Linked DNA regions of Lactuca sativa: region 1 is linked to region 2. Evidence: chromatin contacts called from public Hi-C data. All regions are on one chromosome and are shown on one strand. The core of a region is the stretch at or near the end of the contact, and the rest is flanking DNA. Distances in the headings are between cores, read along the strand shown. Region 1 holds the start of LOC111919641 (cytochrome P450 714A1). Region 2 holds the start of LOC111919640.

Region 1 (7,668 bases), core at 3,392-5,891, 210 kb before region 2:
ATGGTGTTTGTTGACATTTTCTTTCGCATACAGCTTCCCATATCAATGAATCTATCTCTTTTTCTAAGCTCTTTACATCTTTCCTCAGTCTGTATCATATAATAATTAACTTGTTATTCAATATTCATCCATCAGTTTGATGTAAAAAAAGTTTTACTTTTTTCGCAGCTAGCTTACCCATAAGTAGGAAGGCCAAAGAGCATGCCTTTAGATGAGATAGTTTTCTGAAGGGTCCTAAGCTTGGAGAAAATCTCTTTGCCTTTTGTATAAGAGCTTCCAAAACAAGCCCTTGAAATCACATCTGCAGAAACAGCCCTCAGATCATCATCTACTCTTATATCGGCTATTCCACTACCTTCACCTTCGATGCAAGCTGCTTCCCATTTCCTCAAAAGCGGTTCAGCCGATTCCGACATTAGCCCCACCATACCCTAACCAGTCAACACATAGATATGTTAAAAGGTAACAGATACAGATACAGATACAGATTGAGTAGGGAAAAGTAGGGAGGTACCTTGACTTTATCCATGAAAAATTCAGGGGCAATAATTTTCCTTTGATGAACCCAAAAATGGCCATTTGATCTGAGGATTCCATTGCCAAGGAGAGGAGAGAGTCTTTTGGTAACGTAAGAAGGTTTACCAAGTCCAAGAGTGATGGACTGGTTCATTTCTTTAACAAGCTCTGGATCATTTATATAAAGGTGTTGTTTATTCCCTGTTGAGTATGTATATATTGAACCTGCATTCAAAGTTCAAACACTTACACTTGACATCACTAATATGGTAATTAACTTAACTTATATGTTAAATAATGTCACTAGAATTATAATTCTTTGGAATTGATAACACTTGGATAACTAGCTACCTTATAGATGCTGGTTTGGGATTGTTTCGGTGGATCCAAAAATTACAGTTACATCATATATATAAAAAATAAAATTCCGAGAATTTTGGGGTCCCACATTGGGGTTATTACTTATTCAGGAAAAGATGAAAAAAAGGGGGTTTTGGTTTTATCTTTTTTTTTTGGGTAAAAAATAAAATGAAATTCACTTCCAAATCGGAACAACGCACCCCCTTGTAATGAGTTGAATGGATTTTTGTGATGTGATCCAGTCAGCATATATATATATATATATATATATATATATATATATATATATATATATATATATATATATATATATATATATATATATATATATATATATATATATATATATTAGTTTATAACACGTGGAAACCACGGTTACAAAATTAATTAAATATTCATAGTAAAAAATTCAAAATTATTAATCAATTATTTTATATAAAATTTTAAATACATTATTAATTAAGAGATTTTTTTATTAGTTATGTAAAATTATAATTATTAATTCAAATAAATATGTGGAATTAATTTATCATATATATTAGACTCTTTTTATTTGTGGACTAATAAAAACAATAATATAAAATTTAAAATTTAAAATTTAAAATAAAGAATAAATAGATTGACAAATAATATCACATTGATTAGGAGGTTTAATGAATTTAAAATAGAGAATTAATAGAATGACAAGTGACATCATATTAACTAGGAGTTCTAATATTATGACACTTGGCAAAAAGACTACTATTTTATTAGTATATATATATATATATATATATATATATATATATATATATATATATATATATAGGGAAAAGTGAATATATGGCTGTCATGTATATAATATTAGGTATAGAACCATCAAAATTGAATTCATTTTGATTAAAAAACATAATTTTTTTTCTTTGTTAGCTTCTTCTTATTACTTTTAAGCTCATATTATTCCTGATTTCATAATTTATCTCCAACATCTATGTATTTTGAATGAGTTGTTTTTATTAGACCTCTAGTAGGCTTTATCGCTTTCTTTGACACCTACCATATATATACTTGCATGATCCTTTTTGATGTGTTATGAGAAGAAGTTTATTGGGTTTTTAATGAACAATTTTAATTTTTCACTATAATTTTCTATATTAAATTTGAATATGAAGATTTATAGGTAATTGATAATGTATTTTTATACATGGTTTGTGGTGTAAAATAAAATATTTAAACCTCCATAAAAATATGTACAGAGTCTATCATCTACCCTAATCGTGAATATAAGAAAGATGGTAAAGAGATTTGATTGCATTTTGTTAAAACTATGTAGTTATTGATGGTTCTATACCTAATATTAGGTACATAACAGCCACATATTCCCTAAGCCCATATATATATATATATATATATATATATATATATATATATATATATATATATATATATATATATATATATATATATATATATATATATATATATATATATATATATATTAACTCCAAAACCTCTGTTAACCGACTAACGAATTCTTTCACTTTATACATACATATTTGCATCCCATTCCATGGATAGAAATCGTAGAATGTGCAATTTTTGTCTTAAAAGGACAAAAAAATGAAAACAACGACATCTCATATCAACAACACTACTAATGATTCCATCCAGCTCATAATATCAAAATTTATGGGTACGTATTTGAATTCAAAGAACCTCTCATTCTCAAGCATTATCGCTGCTTAGTGGACTTGTACCTAACCCTAGCTGTGCTCACTTGTACCTTGGAAACTACAATAGTAACATTAAATCTATTAAATTCATCCTTCTTAAAACAAGATAGCGACAATGCAGTGGGCTCTTATGTATATAATTGTTTAATCTACAAACGTTTTTTTTTTTTTGTATAAATAAATGTAAATATATATTATGACAGCTATTAATATTTATAACACTTAATTATTACTTACACAAGATGTTTCTAGACCCACTTGATTTTTATTTAAATTTGAATAAGAATCAGAAAGGACGTTGGGGGAACATTGACACATCGGTTTCATGAAAAAGATAAATACAACGGGTACCAATCTAGTATTATCTTTTCTTAGAAAAAAGAAAACGAAGTTGGTGATGAAATATATGTTCTATTAAATATTTGTTCGTATATGATATTTAGATGAATTATAAAAGATAACGTTGTGTTATTCTATCTACCTATGAAAGGTTATTTGACATTCAAATAAAAAAAATGTCGTCTTAGTTCTTTCAAAGAAATTATATTATCACTAGTTGTGCGAAATTTGATCAATTGCTTATTTATTTATTTATTTACCAAGCTTTTTGAACAAAAATTAAAGACGGTGTGTTGACTTAACGTCTCTATCTTATCCTATGCTAAAGTGTGATTTTTAAATAATAAATAATTAATCATTGTATCTTAAAGAATTGGAAATTGCAAAGATTTGCAAAGATATAACCAATCAGATCAGAATAGAGAATATATTGGTATTTCTTTATTTAAATAATAAAAATAATTTATATGTATATAGTGACATGCATATTGTGACTACACGCGTCATATGTCCCACGCGAACAATCTTCATAGACAAGATAGTTTTCAAGTTTATCATGCATTCCTCTTTATAATGTTTGTAATTTACTTTTTTGAATATTATGATTTTTTATGTTTTAAAAATTGTTGTTTTGTGTTTCTTAAAAGTCGTTATAGATTTAAAACTTTAATTTATATATTATACCTTTTTATCAAATTTTTTAATTTTCTCCAAAAGATTGACGTACAAGTTATTGACTTATTGTCAAGCTTTTATTATATCGTATGATATGATATTCACTATAAAAAACTATAAAAAAAATTGCTTTGCATTAACAATTTCAAGCTTATTAAGTAGACTCTTTGACATTTATGCTCTATTTACCTTTTTTCCAACAATCTTCGTTTAATATCTTGATCATAATAATTATATCGTCAAAAAGTATGCATGGGTTGTTATCTTCGTAAAAAAATATGGCAATAATTATTGCTTTCATCTCTTTTTATTTAATAAACTTAATATTTATGGAAACCGTATTTAAAAAAAGAACAGGCAATCCGTACAAATGTATTTATATAAAAGTAAAATTATAATTATTTAAATATAGCATTGACAATATTAAAATAACTATAAACAAGATAAAAGACCCACAAAGATTCGGTTCCAACTTTTCCCAAATTGCCAATGAGAATTAGGATGATCAACAATTGTAACCATCATATCGTTTTTATTTTTTAGATTAAAAAAACCATTATAATTGCATACATCCAAAGAAAACATCATAATCCAAAAAACTAGAACAATTGTATCCCAAATTTTGCAAATATTCAAGTTTATAAAGAATTAAAATAAGTGGTGATAAGGCATAACATACCGTATTGCTTCCTCCATTGTTCAAAGTATGGGAAGAGAGTAGACGTATAATCATCACCTACAAAATCTCCATCGCTTGACTTTGAAGCTTTCATGGCGATTGCAGCCGCTTGAATCTTCTGCATCTCACCCACATTCCCATATGGAAAAGACGGTTTTGGCCCTCTGATTCCTTGCTTTTCGAGCTTTCTTCTTAGTCTTTGCGGTTTCATCCATATAATATTCAAGAAGTAGAAGGTTATAATGGTAATTACAGGTAACCCCACATGAATAAGAAGATTAAGAACCAACGAAGAAGAAAGCGTTTTCATTTTTATTTGATGGGAGCCACTGCGTGTTCACTTCACGAGATGAAGGGACTACTTATAATAGAACAGCCTGCATTGTGGAAATGGAATTTTCTAGTTCGTAAATATGTACAAGTGTTTATGAATGATGTACAAGTAGATGATTCGTGCGTGGTCTGTGAATTGTGAGTTTAGGGTGTGGAGAAAGGGATGGTTTTATAATACTTGAACAGTGAGACTCTTCTTGTGGGTCATTATGTGTCTTTTACTTTGATACCCCTTGTACTTTTGTTAGTTTAAACTTTGGTTCCTCTAGTTTAAATATATTGCATCGAGGTCCCCATTAGATATACTAGAATTCTTTTTTGTTTAGAGTAAATTACACGAATGGTCCCTATGGTTTGGGTTAATTTACATGTTTGGTCTCTAACTTATTTTTTTAACTTGGAAGGTCCCTACTGTTTTTTTTTTGTTACGTGTTTGGTTTCTGTCTTATCTAAAAAGACTATTTTTCCCTTGATTTTTTAATTTATTTAAATAAACACACCCCCAACTCCACTCTCTCACCTTACCTTACCTACCTCATTATTTTTCTCTATTTAAATAATAGTCTCTTTAGATAAGACATGGACCAAGCGTGTAACAAAAACAAACAGTAGGGACCAAGCGCGTAAGAAAAAGAAACAGTAGAGGCCTTCCGAGTTAAAAAAATAAGTTAGTGACCAAACACGTATATTACCCCAAATCATAGGGACCATTCGTGTAATTTACTCTTTTGTTTATAGAAACTTTTTTCAGCTTCTTGTATGGGGATCGAAGGTATTAATGTTTTATGAGGTTGTCAAGGAAGCCATAAAAGGTTTTCTATAACAGTGTTATGATGTTTGCAAATGTTTCTCTTTTTTGAAAGAACAGTCTCCTTTAATAAGGATGTCTTATTGTTTCACAATTAATCTCACGTATAAATATAAAATTATACATCATATATCATGTCCTTGAAATCACCACAAATAAATCTGAAGTCACCACAAACAAAGCTTGATGGCTACAAGAACAAAGGGCAATAACCACATTTGAACTTAGATAGATGAGATATCATATCCCCCAAAATGTTTATATTGCCAAAAGTTGTTGGTAGGACGAATTAATTTGATGACAATTTATTAATAATAAAATAAATTGTAGTTAGTTTAGATTGCTGGGTGTAAAATAAACAATGACGTTTTCTATTTTTTATTGTATATATTTTACTAAATATAGAAATTCAAAACTATGTTTCCTAGCATTTAACACTTAACTTGCCAACTGTCATAAATCGTCATTGTTACTTGGGCTATTTTTGACTTTTAAGTAAAATTAAAGGAATATAATATGAGTTGAGAGTTGGTTGGGCGTCTTTAAGCCAAGTACCCAACATCAAAATTCATTTTCTACATCATTTTAGTCTCGAATCTATTCCAACCGTAAAAATAATATAATATCAAATTTAGTATTATATTACAATAAAATTACATAAAACTTTTCTTCAACATTTTTAATAGGGTTTTGTATCGGACGATTTGATTCGGGTATTGTTCAAAATCAAACCATAACCATTACAATTTTTTTTTGAATAGCGGAAATTTATTAAAAAAAACTAGCAAGAAGCTAGAAAAAAAAACATTACAACAAATTACAAGTAAAGGCATGATCATGAAACCACGAAGTCCAACCTATATTAGTTTTGTTACACCTATTGGAAACAAAAAAAAAAAAATTGACCACATCATAAAAAATGACCGATTTCTTAGGCAACACCGTTCCAAAGATAATGGAATTACGGAAATTCCAAATACACCATAAAGCAGTCATTGATCATTGCGTCGAAAACTTTCCGTTGGCAACTTCTCTGATCGAATAAATTCGATCAAACAAAATCGAATCCATGGATAGATGTTGAGGAAGCTGAACACCCCACCAAATGGCAACTCGAGTCCAAAGATTAATCAACTCACTACATCCTACAAACAGATGATCAGTGGACTCAACTATAGTGGAACAAACTGGACATAAGATCGAATCCAACAAAATACCCCTATGAGAAAGATTTGCTCGAGTAGGAAGCCCATTTAATCTTAATCTCCAAATAAAAATATTCAACTTAATTGGAACCCAATTATTCCAATAAGTGAGGCCACCACCTATAGGCAACATACCATTATCAATATAAGACCTAGTTGAAGAAACTATAGAATGATCTGACGTATCCAAGAACCATCCCAATCGATCCGAACTGGAATGAAGATGTAACCCCTACATCATAGTCAAAAAAGCCTCCCAATGGGATTGCTCAATACCACCCCGAGGCACTCTCCAAAGAGACCTTGTATCCCAGCCCATCACCACCCTGTCACGAACTAAAGCGTATTTATGAGTATCCAATGCAAAGATCCTATAAAAAACCTCTGCAAGAGACCGATCCCCTTTCCAAGTATCCTGCCAAAAAGAAGTGTTGCTACCATCTCCAATCCAAATCGGACATAGAGAAAGCAAATCCAAACCACGATCTCGCAGGTGAGACATCATATGAATAACACCATTCCAAGGACCCATCCAACCTTTTTTAGGGAGTGAAGAATCACAACCTCCATCAGAACCATAGATAGCTTTGACTAAATGAACCCATATTAGATCAGGGTTGTGAAAAAAGCACCACCTCTACCTAAAAAGCATAGCCCTATTAAAAGAGAAAAGACTATCAACTCCAAGGCCGCCTTCTTTTCTACCAACCAACACTCTATCCCACTGGGCCCAATGCATACACCTGTCATTAGGGATGACAATGGGTATGGGTATACCGGGTTTCGTGTTCCCCATCCCCATACCCGAATCCCGATCCCATCCCCATCGGGGATTAGAAATCTATCCCCATCCCCATCCCCAATGGGTAATCGGGGATTTTTACCCATTACAAATTTTTGAACTTTTATGAAAAATAACTCACAATTATATATTAACCAACAAAACAAAAACTAGCAGAACTAATATAAAACACTATAATCACTGAATGTCTTCAAACACGAATAATAACATTCAAGGTTATAAATTAAATCATTTTTTTT
Region 2 (7,647 bases), core at 1,567-4,066:
AATAACTTTAAAAAGTTTAGTTTTTTACTTCATGATACATTACAAACTTGGTTATGCTGCCCCTCCTCAACAACCTTACTTGGAAGAGACAACTATAGATGTTGAGTAATCTATTTTTCCTTATTTTTCTGTATTTTTTTTAAATTTTTTTCATTAGTATAAAGTACAAATATTTGTTGAAACGTTTTCTTTCTTCCTATGGGTATTTTTGATATGGGTCCTTGACTTTGAATGAGCATAATGCAACCAAATAGCAACAAACTTTTATTTATTTGTTTATTGTAGAGACTTACTTTAATTTCTTTCTATTACCACATTGTACTTATTTTCTTTTCTTATTAACAAATCGTACTTTGAGAACCCAATTACAACATTGTACTTTTATTTATTTAATTTGGACATTGTACTTTGAAATTCTATTAAAATATAGCAGTGAATGTATTGATTTTTAAATACAATGCTTTTATAGGAAAAAATAAAAGTATGATGCTATAATAAGCAATGAAATGCAAGCATTTTGCTATTTTCTACATTTAACCCTTAGCAAAATCATGTGCATCTTGAAAATATGTTTTCTTGTGATGTTACGAGTAGTTTTTTCCAATGTAGAGTCATTTCATTACAATTAAAACAATAGATGATGAAGGCATACCTATGTACCTGAGATAATCTATTTTAAACCAACTTTAGAAAGGGTATTTCAGGTATAATCCCAATGGCCATTAGGCGAACATTTATGTGTTCCACTTTATATGTTATTTTCATATCAAAGCAACGCCACTAAAGAAATTTACTTTGTTCCATTTTCTTGAGTGTTAAATTTGATATTTTATTTGTTGAAGTAACATGTTGGTCCATTATTTTTTTTTACCATATGAGGCATCCAGGAGCACATCTCCCCATTTGTACTTCATCAAGAGAGCTTCCAATAATATCATTGTTCCTTTATTTTTATCAAAATAATCAAGTATGAAAAACTATCAATGAAAGTTCATTGCTATTTGTTGCATTTAACATGTATTGTGTTTGTTTGAGACTTTGAGTATGGTTTATCAGGATAATCTTATGGTTTTTCCAGGAAAAATAAAAAATACCATTCATGGGTCGTGCTTAGCACGAGCCTCAAAATTTTCTAGTATATATATATATATATATATATATATATATATATATATATATATATATATATATATATATAGGAATGAGTTCTATGGAAAACAAATAACCAGGGCAACATCTACTGGAACCAATAATCAAATGACACGTGTCCATTTTTTTCTTCACAAGTAATGTATTGTGGAAGTTATTGTGAAAGTGATGTGTTGTCATGTTTTCATTGGTTCAAATATGTGTTACCCTAATCATTCATTTTCCATATAACTCTTCCCTATATATATATATATATATATATATATATATATATATATATATATATATATATATATATATATATTAGGTTTAAACAATTAAAAGTAAAAATATAATGTAGTTTATAATTTTAACTTTTATATATATATATATATATATATATATATATATATATATATATATATATATATTAGGTTTAAACAATTAAAAGTAAAAATATAATGTAGTTTATAATTTTAACTCATTTATATGTCTAAATTCTTCGGTTTTGTTTTACAAAAGGGAAAATGACTTATTAAGGTAACTAACTATTTCAATTGTCCATATATAGGTAATGTTCTTTTTTTTGTACACATTAAGGTAACTAACTTGTTTTGTTTGTTCACATTTAGGTAATATGACCGGCTATCACCTGTTTTTGCTTATGTGGCATCCACCTGGCATATGACTTGAATACGTTGCACCTACGTGGCATGGTGCATATATGGGAAAATGACTTATTAAGGTAACTAACTATTTCAGTTGTCCATATATAGGTAATGTTCTTTTTTTTGTACACATTAAGGTAACTAACTTGTTTTGTTTGTTCACATTTAGGTAATATGACTGACTATCACATGTTTTTGCTTATGTGGCATCCACCTGGCATATGACTTGAATACGTTGCACCTACGTGGCATGGTGCATATATTGTCTTCATTCGATTACACTATAACCGTGTCATACGATTCCACCCCTAATTCTAAACCCTAGATCGGTCGATGATGGCTTCTTCTTCCTCATCTTATTCTTCAAAATGACAAGATGAATTTCAAGCTGATCATCGATTGCGGTTTACCATCTCGTGTGAAGATTTCAAGAACTCCTGGAACATATTCAACAATATTGATTTACCATCGAGTTTTGACAAACTCTAAATTTTCTTCCATGGTTGTCAGGAGTTCTTGAAATCTTCACACGAGATGGTAAGCCGCAATCACATGGATGATCAACTTGAAATTCATCTTGTTGTTTTGAAGAATAAGATGAGGAAGAAGAAACAAAACAGGTCATATGTCAGGTGGATGCCACGTAGGTGTAACGTATTCATGTCATATGCCAGGTGGATACCATATAAGCTAAAACATGTGATAGTCGGTCATATTACCTAAATGTGAACAAACAAAACAAGTTAGTTACCTTAATGTGTATAAAAAAAAGAACATTACCTATATATGGACAATTGAAATAGTTAGTTACCTTAATAAGTCATTTTCCCATATATGCACCATGCCACGTAGGTGCAACGTAATGCCAGGTGGATGCCACATAAGCAAAAACAGGTGATAGCCGGTCATATTACCTAAATGTGAACAAACAAAACAAGTTAGTTACCTTAATGTGTAAAAAAAAAGAACATTACCTATATATGGACAATTGAAATAGTTAAGTCATTTTCCCTTTACAAAATTTTATGATCGCTTTTGTAAGCATTTGAAATTGAAATGGCAGAGGTGTTGTCGAAAATCCCCGTTTCAAAATTTCGATATGGAATTCAATTCGGATGCCATACTTTTATAGAATCCTATGAAGTTCTGTAATTTTAAATATATTGTCGTTGAGTTCAAACCCCACCACCATTTCCAATCTGCTTCGATTCTTCCCCTTTTCATATCTCTGGAGGGAGAAACAGAAAATTTGGCTATATACACATAATCAGTTTTTCAATTATAATTTTACTTTCTGTTTGGTGTTTTCGTGGGCAATTTAATTGCTCAGGACCACGAGCAATCCAAAATCCCTGATAATTTCTACTCGGGGTCCTGGGATTTAGGGTTTATTTTTCTATTTCAAAATCTTGGATTTTGATTGTAATTATATCTTGATTGTCGGTGTTCCCTAATACAGACCGTCAAATACATATACACAAGTAATTTGGGTTTTAATTTGCGTGGTTGTACGGTAGAGGTGAAAGAAAGGGTGTCGCTTTAGAGTTTAGAGTGATGGACGGAAGGAGAATCACGGCGAGTCCAAGGCCGTGTAATGGTCGGCGGGTGGTTGCTAAGAAACGTCCCCGTGGTGGTGTTGATGGGTTTGTGAATAGCGTTAAGAAGCTTCAGAGAAGAGAGATTTGCTCGAAGCGGGATCGTGCTTTTAGGATGTGCGATGCTCAAGAGAGGTTCAGAAACATTCGATTGCAGGTTCTTAACTCATACGCGTTTTCTATTTCGCACTTTCATTCTTAAGTTATCTGCTTAAAGTTAGGTTTTCTTTTGGTATCGTATCAATTATCATATCGTTTCTAGGAGGAGTATGATACTCATGATCCAAAGGGACACTGCTCTATGGTATTACCGTTTCTGAAAAAGCGTTCAAAAATCATTGAGATTGTTGCTGCTCGTGATATAGTCTTTGCTCTTGCACAATCTGGAGTCTGTGCTGCGTTCAGTCGAGGTATAAATATAATTTGGAAGTTCTATAATACTCAATCTTGAAGAGTGAAGACTAATACCACATTATTATTATATATTTGATTCAGAGACTAACCAGAGAATATGCTTTCTAAACGTCAGTCCTGATGAAGTTATAAGAAGCTTGTTTTACAATAAGAACAATGATTCACTCATTACAGTATCAGTCTATGCTTCAGACAGCTTTAGCTCCTTGAAATGCAGAACAACAAGAATCGAGTATGTTAAATGAAATCTCACTGTTCTTATGCTTTGTACTTTGTAGTATGTGTGAAATTTATTATTTATATAAAAAAAATTATAAAATTGGTGGCAGATATATACGACGAGGTCAACCTGATGCTGGTTTTGGTCTTTTTGAATCTGAATCTTTGAAATGGCCTGGTTTTGTGGAATTTGATGATGTGAATGGAAAGGTGTTGACATTTTCAGCACAAGATAGGTAAGTTTTGGAGATTTTGATCCAAGTGTTCTTGCATAATCTGATTTATATTAATTTCTTTTTTTCCAGCATTTACAAGGTGTTTGATTTGAAAAACTACACGATGTTATACTCCATTTCGGATAAAAATGTACAAGAAATCAAAATAAGGTAAGGTTATTCTTATTCCTATATTTACCCAATTATAAAATTTATGTGTATGCGTTAATGATATTTCTTTTTTCCATTTAAAAAAAAAACAGTCCTGGAATTATGTTGTTGATATATAATAAAGCCAGTGGTCATGTCCCACTCAAGATTCTCTCAATTGAAGATGGAACTGTTTTAAAATGTTTCAATCATCTTCTTCACCGAAACAAGAAGGTGGATTTCATTGAACAGTTCAATGAGAAGCTTCTTGTGAAGCAAGAAAATGAGAATCTACAGATTCTTGATGTAAGAAACTTTTTCATTGCAGTTTCTTGCATTTATGTTAAAAGTACACTGAAAGTCTAAAACTTTATTTTCTTTTTTTCTTTTAGGTACGCAATTCTGATTTAACGGAAGTTAGCAGGACAGAATTTATGACTCCATCAGCATTCATATTTCTATATGAAAATCAATTATTTTTAACTTTTAGAAACCGAACAGTTGCTGTATGGAATTTTCGTGGGGAACTTGTGACATCATTTGAAGATCATTTATTATGGCATCCAGATTGCAACACTAACAACATATACATCACAAGTGATCAAGATCTTATCATTTCATATTGTAAAACCGAGTCTGATGATCCTTTAACAGAAGGAAATGGTAAATTACAAAAAAAGCCCTTCTTATCTACTTACTTAATCTGGACAGCTATACATGTTTGTTTCCTTTTGGCATAATCTTGAAAGAATGACTTAATGGGTTATGCTAGAAACTTGGTTTAATGTATGCAGACATTGACCATTTATCTATTTACCCTTTTATTTCCTCCAAACTCCTCTCACTTTAAAATTGATGGAACATTGTGAAAAGTTGTTGAAATGTAAGGGTAAAATGGTCATTTAGTCACATTCGGACTTTTGATTTGGTCAAGAAAAGAAACAGATTGTAGACAACACTTTATCCAGACATTCATCATTAAACAACCACTTAGCGAATTAAACATTTTTTTTTGTTTGTAGTGATTAAACTGATAATACTTTATGAACAAGGGCAAAACAGTAATTTAATCACAAGTTTTTACTGACGATTCTGGTCTGGTAATGCAGCAGGTTCGATAAATATCAGCAACATTTTGACGGGGAAATGTCTTGCGAAGGTGAAGGCAAAGAATGGTGTTCCTTTGGATGAGTGTAGTTGCAGTGGCAATAATGTAATTTCTAATGGAGGTAGTGGCAGAAGTTGTAAATGTACTTCAAGGAAGAGAATTAGGGCTTCAAGGATTATGAGTTCTGTTGCAGAAGCTCTTGAGGACATTACTGCCCTTTTCTATGACGAAGAAAGGAATGAGATTTATACAGGAAATAGACTTGGGTTAGTTCATGTATGGTCTAACTGAAAAGGGTAAGGTCGTAATTTGGTAAATTGTTAAAACAAGTGTGTAAAATGAATGGTATGTGTGTTTTAGAACTCAACTGTATTATCTCTGATTATTTGTACTTGAAATTGTAATTTTGTTAGTTGTTTTTTTTGGAAAGAGTACTTTAAGTGGAGAGGGGAAGAGCTCCAATCAAGAAAACTTTAACTAATTAACCACCCACCAAGCCGATAGTAAAAAACACGACACAATGAAGGCAAAATTGCCAAATTCAATAAAATCTTCCAATACATTAGGTCCTTGATTGGATTCCATTGACATCAAACAATTATCATTAGCTAGAAGGGTGAGATTCAAATTCCTTAATCAGCCTATAATACCAAGACCATGGATTTTGGACCAATGTTTTTTTTTCCCATGCAGCCCAATTTATCTTCCTTTTTTACCCATCTCCTCCCCACAGAAACATTCGGCCTAATACTTTCCAAAACATTCCGCCTAATGCTGCCAAGTACTGATATGACTAGAGTCATTCCATGACCAAACGAGAGAATTTTGGATTTCAATGTGCTCAATTTAGCTTTTAATTGCTCCACAATGGGGTTCCAATTTTCACAAAGCTTCATATTGGCCATGATAGGGACACCGAGGTATGTAAATGTAAGGGTGCCAAAATCACAATTACATAGATCGGCCATCGATGCAAGTGTTCAAGACTTGAAAACCTAAAAGTTTGTTTTTGTGAATTTTACCTTTAGATGGGAGGCAAGATGGAAACATCTAAGAATTTTCTTCAAGTTGTGGATGTTCGAAACATACCTATCACTAATGAATATATAATGTCATCTTCGTACATGAGGTAACATCAAACACACCCGTTATTTGGTAATTTGATTCCCTAAAAAGATCTTCTCTATAGTCGCCTTCTAATGCAAGCATTCCCTTGCAAGAATAAAGAGGAAAGACGATGATAGATAATCACATTGTCTCATACCTTTAGAAATAGTGAATTCCTTAGTAGAGCAGTTAACAAGCACAAATGCTCTACCACTCTTTTAAAATACCCTCTACCCATCCACACCATTTATTTTCAAATCTCATTTGCATTAAGATGGAGTCAAGGAAATCTCATGATATTGAGTCATTTAAATCCACTTTGACCAACATCATTTTCTTATTTATTTCTTAGCCTAAGAGTATACTTCATTGACTATAGAAGGACCCTTAAGAATGTTTCTCCTTTCCAAGTATGTTGATATTTCTTGACCAACAACCGAAGTGATGGCTCTTTGAAACGCAAATGAAACGTCTCAAAAATGCAAATAAAATTTTGTTTTTAAAACACCGAAATCACATAAACATATGTTCGAAACCAATCAAAGTAAAATGTATCTCTGAAACATCAGAGTAAATCAAAATAGATAATGCGGAAATAATCTTCAGGGGATGCAGTGCTATCAAATCGGGCCCTTCCTTTTGAACTAAAAGTACCTGAAAACATTTAAAACATAAACCTTAAGCACAAAATTTAGCGAGTTCCTCAAAATACCACATATCATACATACATTTTTCATAGGCTACCCCCATGGTTTTTCCCTGAAATGTCATGGGCTACCCCATGGTATTACATCCAAGTGTCATGGGCTACCCCAATCGCCTTTCCTTGCAATGCCGAGATCCAAATACCGGTCTTACATACAAGTGTCATGGGCTATCCCCATGGTATTTCATACAATTGTCATGGGCTACTCATATGGTCTTTCATGCAAGTATCACAAAGACAACTAGCATCCTACATAGTATAGCGAAAAAACTCATCTCGCAACACAATTTACAGCTAATGAGCTCTCACGGTCATAAAGCAGGTGCTAGACACCTCC

The links. Hi-C and Micro-C count contacts between places; a contact is called where the count stands out from the background.
Region 1: a contact with region 2 is called in a Hi-C map of seed, with 7 times the contacts expected there. The contact joins the promoter of LOC111919641 here to the promoter of LOC111919640 in region 2. A contact is called at or near these places in 3 of 4 Hi-C or Micro-C datasets (bud, leaf and seed).

Annotation. Positions count from the first base shown.
Region 1 is chr8:15,897,900-15,905,567 of Lsat_Salinas_v11, reverse strand. It overlaps LOC111919641 (cytochrome P450 714A1), which reads right to left and starts at 4,641. Exons shown (of 5, transcript XM_023915202.3): 1 at 4,282-4,641; 2 at 515-741; 3 at 178-431; 4 at 1-89. The coding sequence starts at 4,591.
Region 2 is chr8:15,689,580-15,697,226 of Lsat_Salinas_v11, reverse strand. LOC111919640 reads left to right here and starts at 2,816. Exons shown (of 8, transcript XM_023915199.3): 1 at 2,816-3,548; 2 at 3,654-3,801; 3 at 3,887-4,037; 4 at 4,135-4,260; 5 at 4,330-4,410; 6 at 4,503-4,695; 7 at 4,782-5,052; 8 at 5,502-5,918. The coding sequence starts at 3,351. The coding sequence ends at 5,788.